Linked DNA regions of Drosophila melanogaster: regions 1 and 3 are each linked to region 2. Evidence: chromatin contacts called from public Hi-C data. All regions are on one chromosome and are shown on one strand. The core of a region is the stretch at or near the end of the contact, and the rest is flanking DNA. Distances in the headings are between cores, read along the strand shown. Region 1 holds the start of Idh (Isocitrate dehydrogenase). Region 2 holds the start of CG42445. Region 3 holds the start of nmo (nemo).

Evidence for each region. Hi-C and Micro-C count contacts between places; a contact is called where the count stands out from the background.
Region 1: a Hi-C map of the Kc167 cell line shows a contact between it and region 2, with 4 times the contacts expected there. A contact is called at or near these places in 18 of 107 Hi-C or Micro-C datasets (the Clone 8 cell line, the Kc167 cell line, the S2 cell line and 6 more) and 1 of 7 datasets of targeted methods (the Kc167 cell line).
Region 3: a Hi-C map of the Kc167 cell line shows a contact between it and region 2, with 2.9 times the contacts expected there. A contact is called at or near these places in 4 of 107 Hi-C or Micro-C datasets (the Kc167 cell line, the S2 cell line, eye imaginal disc and 1 more).

The regions. Positions count from the first base shown.
Region 1 is chr3L:8,358,680-8,363,294 of dm6, forward strand. Idh (Isocitrate dehydrogenase) reads right to left here and starts at 2,227. Exons shown (of 2, transcript NM_168269.2): 1 at 2,114-2,227.
Region 2 is chr3L:8,156,188-8,160,446 of dm6, forward strand. It overlaps CG42445, which reads right to left and starts at 2,713. Exons shown (of 2, transcript NM_001169907.3): 1 at 2,570-2,713. CG43886 reads right to left here and starts at 3,587. Exons shown (of 2, transcript NM_001274633.1): 1 at 3,550-3,587; 2 at 3,174-3,482. The coding sequence starts at 3,454. The coding sequence ends at 3,239. It overlaps CG13675, which reads right to left. Exons shown (of 4, transcript NM_001274634.1): 4 at 4,128-4,259.
Region 3 is chr3L:7,976,123-7,980,332 of dm6, forward strand. It overlaps nmo (nemo), which reads left to right and starts at 2,924. Exons shown (of 9, transcript NM_001274626.1): 1 at 2,924-3,051; 2 at 3,388-3,558. CG8209 reads left to right here and starts at 284. Exons shown (of 3, transcript NM_139910.4): 1 at 284-452; 2 at 546-1,148; 3 at 1,205-1,727. The coding sequence starts at 403. The coding sequence ends at 1,547. It overlaps Pop4 (POP4 ribonuclease P/MRP subunit), which reads right to left and starts at 2,528. Exons shown (of 1, transcript NM_139911.3): 1 at 1,683-2,528. The coding sequence starts at 2,483. The coding sequence ends at 1,863. HP4 (Heterochromatin protein 4) reads right to left here and starts at 32. Exons shown (of 1, transcript NM_168247.3): 1 at 1-32.

The sequences.
Region 1 (4,615 bases), core at 977-3,476, 200 kb after region 2:
TGTGGGTATTATTATTATGAATGAACCGACCGACGACTGGAAACGAGAGACGATAGTGTTTGTCACCAATGTGAAACAATACGAGACAATATGACACTGGAGTCCCGGGAAAGAGAACAATTTTCGGACAAAGCAAAATTAAATGCTGTGGGCGTCAGACGCGCTCTAACCGTAACTGATAACTGTAAAGTGCCGTTAAGCGCTACAGTTTCCGACTCTCTTGGGTGGCGTACAATCGTCAAATTGTTGCGCAATCGGCGTAATCACAACGTTCTAAATGCCCAGTCAGATAAGATTTAGAACCTCGGACTTTGATAAGCTGCTCTCACAACACTCGGCACACTTAAAAGCAAGTGTTTTAATTAATAATGTAACGAGAGTATAAAAAACAATAAGCACTCGGCGAACGCGTAAACATGTAATCGTTATCGCCGGCTGACTTGTCAATCGCTTTCGCATTGCGGGTGGCATTGTCCCTCTCTTCCGAATGACAACTGTTGCGTTTATCAGCTGGCGAAAAACTTTTCCACTATTGCGGGCTAGCCACTTTTATTTAAAGTTCACGGCCGACTTGTTTTGATAAGGAATACAAATTAGAAAAGCGCGTGGCATTAAGCTTATTTATTCAACTTCACCCGAATTCAAAATCAGCTGGTACGTGCGGTACTATCGATAACGATAGTCGAACTGACATGTTAAAGCTTAGATAATATTTGAACTTGGGCGCCAATCTTTTTTTTTTTTTGTTGCGAAGGAGGCTCGCTCTGATTATCTTGAAACGTCTACCATTCTTATCTACTCAGTCAATGCCATTTACTTCCAAATTAAAATAGCAATTGCGTGATGTTTTTTTGGATTTTTCTTCTCATATTTAATAGATCCATTGTCTGACTTTAATATAAATATCTCTAAGTCTTTATAGGTACATGTGTACCTAATTAACATATTGAGGTGGCGCGATCGCCGAACACGCCATAAGCTGAGGCCACGCCCACAATTATATATAATAACAATATTTATGCTTTCACCAAACGAATTTCACAAGCGTTTTTTTTTCTAGTCCAACTGGGAGAATTCGAACATAGTACGATATTGATAAGACTTGCGATTGGTAAATAAGCTGGTAATGACGGGGCGAATAAATTATCTAGATCTAATCTGATATTTTCTCATCTGGTGTTTTTCTAGTCCCAGAAATATTTATTGTTGAAATAAAAAGATTGCATGATGACTTTTGACCCTTGAACTTTATGAAACTGTTAATACAAAATTCGCTAGAAATAAAAAAGAAAACCTAATAAAATTATGGTTTTAATTTTTCGACTGACAAGTTAATAAAAGAGTCCATCTATCCTTATCAAATATAAGTTTACGATAATCTAATTATAGTAATTAATTGTATTCAGATCTGACTTCTAGTTTGATAAATGAAAAAAATAAACGTCGACTGTTTAAGTTGTTTAAGCACTCAAAACATAGGACAAACTTAGAAAGTTAAAAACATTTCCAAATTGTGCATGCAAAAGTCCCAATGAGATACGAGCTATCTGGAGGTTTTCTCGAACCATCTATTTGTAGATATGCATAGTAATTGTATAGGTTTAATTAAAACTGTCGACACGAATTCAAGATTAAACTTTGGACAGCACCTGGAGAATCAGGTGGATGTGAAAAGGCCTGTCGAATGGGTTACGTGTCTCTCTCTCTCCACATATATCCCCCTCTTTCACACTGTCGTCTCTTCACACTTTTTTTATCCGTATCTCTCTTTTTCGAGGAGGCAAACCGGTGCAAAGAAAAAAACAAAACAGCGGCAGACAAATAAAATGCATATGAAAACAGACCGGTGGGGAAAGTTCGGGCCCAAATAGGTTGGGCCAGAGGTTATGCATAAAGTTAAAATGCGCAACTTATTTGCATTAAGGAGGCTTGAATTGCGGCAAATTTACGTATTGCAACCGATCTGGAAATCCACCATTTTTTATTTGCTCAGATAAATTGCAAGTCAGCCTTTGAGTGCAGTAAATAGCTGGGCGGAATGCGATCGGAAGTGTGGGTGTTTGGCGTGGAGTGTGAACCGGTTTATATAAGGCTAAACAAATGCTCCACTTACCTTTTAGAATATTTAAAATGCCGAATTTAGAATGTTAGAGCACAGACTAATTAAATTGCAGACCGAAAGATCTCGAACCACTCCCAATCAGACGCAGCGAATAACTGAAACTGATTTGGCGACGACAACAATAAAGAGCAAGAGGTGGCGCGTGTGGAAGATAATTCCGTAGATAAAAACATGTTATTCAATCAGCTGCTTGCGAAGAGCTTTCTCACGAACTTTAAGCTTTACTCTCGAGTTCTGCAGCACTCAGTATTAGTTCGTCTTGCTGAACCGCCAAACATAAAATTTGAATTCTCAATTACCGCAACTTGTGAGAGCAGCGTGCGTTCGTTTGCTTTAATGACGCTAAAAGAAAATCCATAAAATGTGCTCCAAAAGTGAAATGTTAGCCGGCGCCGTTTAACTGGTCTTAAATATGCAAAAAAAATTTAAAATTGCCATCTTTTGTTGTGACCGCCTTTAATATGCGAAAGTGTGCTGCCATTAAGACGCGAATGCTACGTTCTTTCGCATAGTTTGGACAGTTGAAAGGAATGTGGGATATTCAGTAATGATAATAAAATCATTGAATTAGTTATTGAATGACGAAACAAGAAAATGCTCATTAACATGTTCCGTTGTTATTCTTATCGCGCAAAATTACATATTTTATTTTCCCCCCTAGATAAATAGTTACCCATCTCATTAGGGACCGCACCCGATAAGCATTTTCAAACATCATGGAAAACATCAAATGCGGCGACAGCCAACCGAACATGCATGAAAATCACTCGATCTTGGGCCTATTATTTGACAAAAACTGGCTAGAAAACTCGTCTAATTGCGACGCTTTCTTTGCTTTTGCCGTGTGGCATTAGATAAGCGCCGTTTATGCTCGCTTATATAACCCCCAATTATAACGTGTCTTAATTTGTGCATGCCAATGCATTAAATAACATATTCGGTTTTGGCCCATCCTCTCAGGTAAAATAAACGCGTGCCGGCGAAACCTCAATGTAAACGTGCTTTGGTTTTCTGCCCTGCACCACTTCACTTCACCTTGCTGGATGGAACCATCAGTACCCGCCATTAGCCATGTCAATGAACGTGAAATGGCCACTGGTTGCCACTTGGCCACTTGCTCTTGCCCAGGCACATCATTCACACATCGGATGGCAGATAGTTTCGTGGAGTGCGTGCCCGCACTGCCTTATTTGTTAGTTGGCATTGTTAAACTATTACTTTTTTTTTGTGGTTCCTCGTTATGTAAACAGATGACAAAAAAAAATTAAACCCAAGACAGAAGCGTCTGGTAAACTACTTTTAGTTTCAGCCAGCGGAATGCTAAGGAGAAAAGTAAAAGCAGCAGTAGAAACAGCAGAAGAAGCCATCCTAAATATTAGCTAAATATGTTTTCTGTCTGTCGTTTTGAAAGTGAGCAGTAGCCAGCGCCCTCGAATGAAGACAATTTGCATAAATAACAATATGTGGCAGATCTTTAAATACGTATAGAAAAATGCTCGTAAATACCGGCGCACATCACTCATGCGCCCGGGTGAACGGCTAGCATTCCACACTTTTCACTTGTTACCCATACGCCCCGTGGTGCGGTGCGAATTCCCTTTGGCCCCCACGAGGAATTCACCCACTGAGATGCCGTGCACGTGCAGCGGATCTTGCTGTGATGTGATGGATATTCGAACGCCTTTCGATCTCTAATGCACGCCTGCAATAACAAATTACTTCCTGTCCACATTCCAAGCGGCCGTGTGTCTTTGGTTGTTACCATTCTGAAGACGTGTGTGTAGCCAAGGCATCGGAATATTACTATTAATTATATTGAATGGAGAAAGTCAATTTCGTCAAACAGAAGAAGAAAACAAAAACAACATACGAAACAAAAAACAAAAAAAAAAACAGACCAAAACGAACCAACTCCTATGCTGAACAGCAGCAGCAGCAGCAGCTTGTCTTTTGTGCGCCATTTCTAAAGACGCGATGTGCGGCTGTCAGTCAGTCAGTTGGTCAGTTAGCCAGTTAGCCAGTTAGCTAGTAAGCTAGTAAGCCTGGCCAGTTTCCATTTCAATGGAGCTAGCGATGGGAGCGTGCTGAACGGCAGACCAACTCATCAAGTCTTCTAAGCTGTATGACTGAATTCAAAGAAATTAGCTTATTTAGATGCTTATTGCCATAAATATAAAGTTAGAAAAGGTCATAAGTATATTATAAAGATTTCTTTAAATTTTATATAAATATGACTATAATGATACATTCGCACAGGAATAGCAGTATCAGAATGGCGCCCGAACAGGGACCAGGTGTCATCCCACTTTGAAGTTTCGTCTCAATTTCTCCAGGTCTCATCACTCAGCACTCCAAATATTCAAAGCGCTTTCAACTCATCTCCAATCTTTGTGGAGCTGCTTTTTTTTTTTTTTTTTTGGTAGGTGAGGGGAGGCTCGAACCAAAGTTGATATCTTAATCGCATTGCCGATCTGGTATGGCACATATTTCATT
Region 2 (4,259 bases), core at 1,463-3,962:
ACCTGCTTTTTGGCCCTGGTAATGAACGAATTATCATACTTTATATCATTGAGAGATTAATTTTAGACAGTTCAAAGATCGGTCAAAAATGGCAGCCACTTAAACCCTAATTGACCATGTTTTGAAACTTATAAACCTAAATGCTATAAATGGCCACCACTTCATCTGCCAATTGGCACTCAAATGATCATTATTATAGTAAAGTGACCCCCTTTTTGGATGACTACACCCCTGCCAGCTGCCATTTCTCAGCGGGCAGATCGACAATTTCGAGACAGAGCCAAGTCAAAACTGGCCGGAGATTGCATCTTTTGGATTTGAATACACTTGACAATCGCTTAACGCAAACCGACTTAACCTTAGTCAAGACGAGATGTTCAAAAACCCAGTGGGGGCGAGGGAATCGGAGGAGGCGGAGGAGCCAGAGGAGCAGTTGGAGTCTCCTCTTCGGCAACTCGATAATCGCAGCAATTATACTAAGCACACAAATCAACTTCAACTTGGAGACCCGTTCCAAAGATGTCTCGCTGCTGGAGCACTGGGAAAACGAGCCGCCACGAAATGTTTTGCATTAATTTCAAAACGCATGCGAAAAAGACGCAACATATTTATAAGACAGGAAAAAAACGCAAACTGCATTGGGCAAAAAATTAAAACCAGTTGCAAATATGGCATACAGAGTGGATAGCCTTCGTTTCTGGGAAGGATTTCGATCTGTCCAGCCGATTGGTACATGCCCAAGTTGAACTGTCGCATCAGCATAAGCGGAGTCTCGAGAAGATTCGTCTCCAAATTGGGCAAGAAGATTTCGCAGAAGCCGCACACATCTCCACATCCGACGGAGACGATGAGTTGGATCTGAAGCGGTGGATCTACCGGTTTTTCGAGATCAGACCCAGACACCTTGAAAGACCTTCTGACATTTGCGAATTGTGTACGCTGCCTTTATTTTTCGGACACTGGTCACTCGAGAATGCCCTTTAAAAGTAACATACATAAATCAGTGCATCGTAAATTTTTGTAATTTTTAGAAGTGCCTCATTACAATTTACCAATAAAGTGTGGTACCATCTATGAATAATGATCGTTTTTAAAATCTTTACAGCTGCAATCTAACTAAAAAAAAATTTTTTGTATATGCCACTTTAATGATTTTCCGTGTTTTAATACAATCGATTTTTTTTTTTAAAGAGCATTAAACTTTACTGACTTAAATACAGCATCCCCTCTGGTAAATGAATTTAATTTGCGCAATTTATTGAAGACAATTTCAACACCGTGAAGTCAAGTTAATTAAATAATTTCTTGTTTTGCTCCGCCTTCGTATATTTTGCATGAAATTCGCGTCACATTGTAAATTATTTAGTTGCATATTAATTAGTGGACACTTCCAGCAAACCGTAACAAAGAAACAACAAGAAAAGCCAAATATTGTTTAAGCCACTTGCATAATGCAAATGGTGTTAACTTGACTCCAGTTACCAGTTCATCGTTGCCTTTTTTCATCGTCGTGTTTTTTTTTTTTTGTCTAGCCCATTAAAAAACGTGAACCGAAATGTGGGGAAAAACAAATGTGGGTGAATGGTCAAGAAAAGTAACATTTTGTGATTTATAATTCCCAGCAAAGCGAGGGGCGCACGAAAATTGGTGTCACACTTTGTCCCTCTTTCGGTTAATGACTGAAATTGAAATAGACTTTTAATTTGGCTTTTCAGTTTCGTTTCGTCTTGGATTGGGCTTTGATTTGGATTTGGGCTTTTTAAATTGGTTTTCATTTGCCTGCAGACGCGTTATTTCCGCATCAGTTGAAAGCGGCCTATTTCTTATGCACGAACAACTGGCATTGCGTAGGTGTACTATGTGTACATACATATGTATATACATACATATATAGATCATATATAATTACCGCGATATAATTTCGCCTCTCTGTACGCGGAAATGAAGTCTCAATACCCCGTTGTGGCACACAAACTCGAAAACTTGAACTACTTTTTCGTTTTGAACTCACTTTTTACACTTATTTAAATTCGGCTGCATAATCCAGATTGCAGAAGGTGTTACAAAACGCTTGGCATTAGTTAAGTCTTCAACACCTTTAGGTTTTTAAAAAATTTTAACATTATTCGAGCAGGAAAAATTATCTAAGTAAGCAGTAATGGAAAGTTCAATCCCTAATCTTACCATTATTACCATTTATGGATATACTTATGGATATACACCCAAAAAACCATTTCGAATATGAAATGTTCACTGCTATATTTAATTTCTTACCCCATAAAGCCTACTCACTAATCTTAGATGACCTGTTAAGATCCCAACACCCACATTTCCTATAAAGCCCTTAATGGGAATGTTAATCCGGTGAAGGGCGATTAGCTAACTAGTTATGTCGACTAACCATTGTCTGCTTCCTTTTCCCATTTGAACGACACAGTGAACATTCACCATCCGTTTAGGCCGCGTTTTGTGTACACTTCCCCAATTTGCTGCTGTTTGTACTCGCATTGTAGTTGGATGGCAGACAAGGCCTTTATCAAAAGATCATTTGTGGTGACGCCAAACTCACCGCATTATTCATCCATTGCGGCGTATTATCGTCTTATCAGGTCAGTAAACAATATAAAACACAAACGGACGTAGCACATAGAAATATATTTTAACAATTTTTAAGCTTCTTCTTTTTAGTCGGATCGAAAGCGCTATAACATATGTTTGCCAGCTGATTGCTGTCAAGATGAGCTTTAAGAAGATTTCGTGTGCGAGTGAGACAACTATGAGTTCACAAGTGAGATCGCAGAAAGCTTTCATTTGAAGCTTGGATGCTACATTTGAATAAATAAATTTACACATAACATGTACAAATTGAATTTCGTGAAGGTTTTTCCATACGTTTTAAAATATATATTAATATAAAATGGTTGACCATTTTTTCAAGTTTCTTTGTCGACTGCTACTGTTTTTACTTTAACGAACTAAGTTAAAGCAGTTAAAAGCTCTATGGGAAAAAATGTTGTAGCGAACAGCTCTTTTGTGCCTTAAAGCTCTTTAATGCAGTATTTTTGCCTCCCATAGCAGTTCCTCTTGATCTTAGTCAGCAGTTTTTAATGCTGTTTATTTGTGTTTTACATTTTTTACTCTGAAGAAATGAAAATTTCTCATTGATAAACATTGTGGGGATCAATCTTCTTTAATATCTTCTTTATTAAGTAGTATATATAGTTTTATAACATGAACGTTATTCCGAGTTCAATTTCGCTTCCGATTGGTCAATCCATTCCTTCAAGTATGGAAATATATACCAATTGGCTACGGTATTCAACAAAATAACACCAATCCTCTCCAGCGGTCGATTGATAAACACCAACTTAAAAAGCAAGAAAGCCCATATAGGAAACTCGGACAAGAGCGTAAAATATAGAATCATATCTATAGCCAGCATATAAAATATCATGTTGGTAATTCCTATACTATGCAGTCCTCTGAAAAAAATGAAACATAAATTTTAAATTAAATATAGCTCTGAGTGTGTTTAAAATATGTACATACCGCAGAAAGTAAACAAACAACCGATGCCGATCAGAACTGAGAGGTTACTTTGAAAATTGCCTTTGTAATCGGGATCGAAAGCTTTAAAATCTGAACCCAGATGACCAAAAGCTTAGTGCAAGTGTCCGAAAAAGTTGTTATGCAGATCAGCCTATGAATGAAGCATGAAGATGAAGATACGCGTTGAAATTAAATTCGAAAATATTTAAATTCCCTACAATGCTGTAACAAAATATATTTAAATTGTATAATTTATTTTTTTCTATGTAAATAATTTTTTAGATTTTAATGTATTTCATTGCTTAACCGGAAGGCATCCAAAAGTGGATTTAAAATGTTTTAGTTTGTAAGAGAACTGCTTTATTTTCGGAAAAAAGTGAAATTAATTATTACATTACCCTTGTACTGTTTTATGGTTGGTTTTATTGAAGTAATAACTGTATTTGTTTTCAACGATTTTTTTCGAATTCAAAATCTTGAACGCTCGCTTTCAAAAGCTAACCGCTTTTCACTTCATCTGAACTGCTTTACACTAAGCCATCAAACTTGATTCAAAACCAGTGAACAAAAAATCCGTTACTTTTTAAGATTTATTTTTGCTTTCGTGCAAATCACAAGCAATACTTTTCTTTACAAATTTAAATGGAAGGGGGTATGTGTATATTTAACAATGAAGGGAATGTGTTCATACTTTAACATATTTACAACGG
Region 3 (4,210 bases), core at 1,674-4,173, 180 kb before region 2:
TTGGTAAACGTCGCAGGCAACCTCGAACTATCTATGGTGGTGGTGGCACTACACTACTCGAAAATGATGGGTAGATTTCAGCTATATGGAATGCTTATTTAAAAGTATGTGTAATATCTATAAAAAAAATTAAAAGAATTATGGAATGTATTTGGTTGTCCGCTCCTTGTCTTAATTTATTTACTATATATTTAAAATTTATATTATATTTAAAACTATTTATTTATCATTTTTGTTTGCCATAGCTGCAACTATTGCATTACACCGATATATACCACGGGTCGAGCTATCGATAGTTATCCATCTCGCCTGGCTTTGTTTTTGTGTGTCATTGTTAATTTTTCGTTTTCATAAATATACGAAACTGAACTATTAATTTTTGGGACGCAATCAGCCAACGCTATGAGTGAAGTGCAGACATTGATGGATATGGGATTCCCTCGGGAACGTGTGTAAGTATCGAATACAATGGCCAACTGGTCACCGGCAAAATAAGTTACACTGCAACAATCGAATTTGCTTTAATCCTGAAATATATTTCACAGTGAATATGCACTGGAGGTGACCAGTAACAAGGGCGTAGAACCGGCAATGGAGTGGCTGCTGGCCCACGTGGATGATCCAATACCATCCCGTCAAGGTGCCGGCGAATCCCCTGGTTCCACAGCTCAACCAGCTGCGGCTGTGGATTCCTCGGCCGCAGCAGCTTCCAGTAGCACCAGTGGCGCAGGTGAAACCTCTGCTCCGGTAGCCAAGTCCCTGAAGTGCGACGAATGCGGCAAAGTTCTTAGAGATCACACCGAAGTGGAGTACCATGCCGCCAAAACCGGTCACACCAAATTCTCCGAATCGGAGGAGGAAAAGAAGGCGCTCACCGAGGAGGAGAAGAAGGCCCAGCTGGCCCTCATCGAGGAGAAGCTCAAGCAGAAACGCATCGAACGCGAGGAGCGCGAGAAAATCGAAGCCCTGCAGCGGGAAAAGAATCGCATCAAGTCCGGCAAGGACATGACCGAGGCCAAGCGGCGCATGGAGGAGTTGGAGATGAAGAAGATCGTTGAGCAGCGCAAGCGCGAAAAGGACGAGGAGAAGGCGGCCCGCGATCGGGTAAAGGCTCAAATTGAGGCGGACAAGGCAGCACGCAAGGCTAGGTAAGGATTAGCCCTATCCTTCCACTTCATAATTCATTATAATTCATGGTATGCAGAGAACAAAAGGAATTGGGCAACGCAGAGCCAGCTCCATCCGTGAGCTCCACCACAGTTTCGTCACCACCGGCCGGTGTGAAATCTCCGCCGCGAGACTACACCGAAACCCGCATCCAGGTGCGCCTGCAGGATGGCTCAACACTACAGGAAACCTTCAACGTCAAGGAGCAGCTGTCCGCCGTACGTGTGTTCATCCAGATGAAGACCGGCATCGAGTCGCCCTTCTCTCTGATGACCACCTTTCCGCGCAAGCTGTTCGCCGAGGACGACTACGAGAAGCCGCTGGAAGTGCTCGGCTTGGTTCCATCCGCTGTCATCACCATGACCAAGACGCCCGCATAAATCTTTCCTACAAACTGGATATATTTGAATCCGGGTAATCTCTCCCATAAACTAGAACCTAAATACGAAAAAAACGCGGCGCGAAATATACCCCCCCCCCCCCAAAAAAAAAAAAAAAAAACAAGAAAAACAATTAATGTACGGTTTTATATATATATTAAACACAACAATCTCAAATACAAGTAAAGTTTTAGAGGATCTTTGAGGGCAATTATTAAATTTCTATTGAAAAGCGATGCTAACTTTCCAATAAACTTTTTTCCTTAAATTACAATAGGATTCAATTTCTATGGCTAATGATTGGTCCTGTAGTTCCTACATGAAGGGCTTCACAAAGTTCTTGATCTTCTTAACGCTTCGCTCGGCGGGTCGAATGTTGAGGTGCTGCCCGAATATGGTGAACTCCATGTTGCCCACTTTCATACCAAAGACGCACTCGCTCTTGGGTATTGTGCGCAGCCGATGGTCCTTGCCGAGCAGTTTCAGCACGTTCTTGGTGTCCATGACGCAGATGCCAGCCAAATTTTCCAGGGTGGAGCACTTGGACTGCAGCACCTTCATCTTGGCACCGTGCAAGTCCAGTTTCACCAACTTGCGGCTGAACTCGTCGTAGCGAGCATCGTGCACCTGGGGCACCTCGTCACCTTCCCTCAGCTCCAGATGCTCGCGTACATAGCCCTTCCACAGGTGGTGCAGTGGCAGTGCCTCCTCGTACTTCATCTGCTTGGTGGGAAGAGTGTTCAAACCAAGTGCCGCATATTCCCGGCGACTCAGCGTACTGGATTTGTGGGCGCGACGTTTTCGGGAGTGCTGCTTCTTGATCTTGGTGCCCTCCAGCATTGTGATGTGATCCGGATTGATGTTAACATTGCAACGCTGGTGCGGAATCACCAGATCTGAGATAAATTCCCTCAATTCACTTGTCGCGTGTTCCATTGCGTTGTTATTTAGTTTTATTTATTTGGTGATCAACAATATATCGATAGGCGCGGAACTCTATCGATGGAAGAAAAGGCGATATATTAATATTATTTTTTCAGATGCATAGCTGCATGTGCACTTCGTATAATACAAGCTAAATAATAATTATTGCTATTAATTATTAGAAACTGTATGTACCTGCAATTTTTCATATTCAACGCTGCAATTTAAAAATAACGTACATTCGGGGCAATCTGGCGTTGCCATCCTGCTTTTGCATTTGAAATGTCATAAAATACAAAAAATACCAACGAAATAGAGATGGAAATAGATATAGTGCGGGCACTCTAAAAACATCGATAGCCAAACCTTGAATTAATATACGAGTGGAAAACATCGGACCTATCGATGTTTCTATCGGTGGCCGACCACCTCTAGCAACGCCGAACATATGTTTCAAGTCTCTCTCAACTTTCGAACGGAGCGGAACGTCGAGCGCACGAATTCGGAATTATCGTTGAAACAAACGTCGCCGCGTGTGATCGAAAATCCAAGTTAGGCTCATTCGTTGGGAAGCTGCGAGGTAATCAAACGCCAACCGACGACCAACATCCGCCCGCCCCCCTTTTAGCCACGCCCCGCGGCCCGTGTGATAACAAAGATAATGCAATAAAGGGCAACCGTAGAAAAAAAGCTGTGAGAGAGCCAAGAAACGTGACCCAGGCAAAATTTTGTTTGTTTGTCTGGCTCTGCATATACATGTACATAGTTTAAACGTGCGTGCGATTGTGTATGCGCGTGTGTGTGAGCAGCCGTCGCGTTAGTAGTAGTAACACGCCAAACAACAAAAAATTCATCTCGCGTTATTTACAATAATAATTAAACAAAATTACAAAATTGTTTCCGTCTCGCCCGCTAGTTCACTCTCTCTCACACACACACGCACGAATATTACCCCCGGCGCGTTTTACTTCCATCTCGCTCCCACAAAGGCGGAAGAGTTAAACACAAAAAAAAAAGAAAAATAGAAAAGAAATTATAAACGAAAAACTGCCACCGCCGCTGCTCAATAATTTGTGCATTTTTTAAGGTAATTTAAAGTGAAATGGAATGTCTTGTTTGCATAGGTTAGGTTTAATTAGTCCGGAAAGCTAAGCGAAACCCTGGGAAATATTACATATCCCCGGGCGAATTTCTTTTGTCCCGTTACTTTTCGATTTTCATGCGAGCGTTTTTTGATTGCGTTCATTTTCTGGCGACTTGGGGGTGCTCGCCATTGTTTGGTTTTCAACATTTGTAAATTTGCATGAAAAGTCGGATTTTAAGTGATTTTTGTGTCTTTTGAGCGGCTTTTTGCGCAGGCAGCGCAGTCCGAAAATCACTCAGAATCGCACTCACATGCGCACACACTTACAATTGTAATACACGGACGCGCCCCGGTCGCGACAGCTAACGGCACTTTTCATGTCCTCTCGCGCGCTCTCTCTCACTGTTCTCCTCTCTTCTTTCTTTTTGATTCCTGTGCAGCATCATTTGCCACCAAAAATTCGAAAAGCAAACAAAAGTAACGACAATTAAAGTACAGTGAATAATACCAAAACCGGATTAAATTAAATCTAGCTTTTACAGAATATACAAAATATTGAGCCTAGTGGTAACTAGTAACTAGTGGTCGAATAGGAAATCAATTCTCAATAGTTTTCTTGCGTACTGTGAAAATAAATCAAGATTGTAAATTCTGT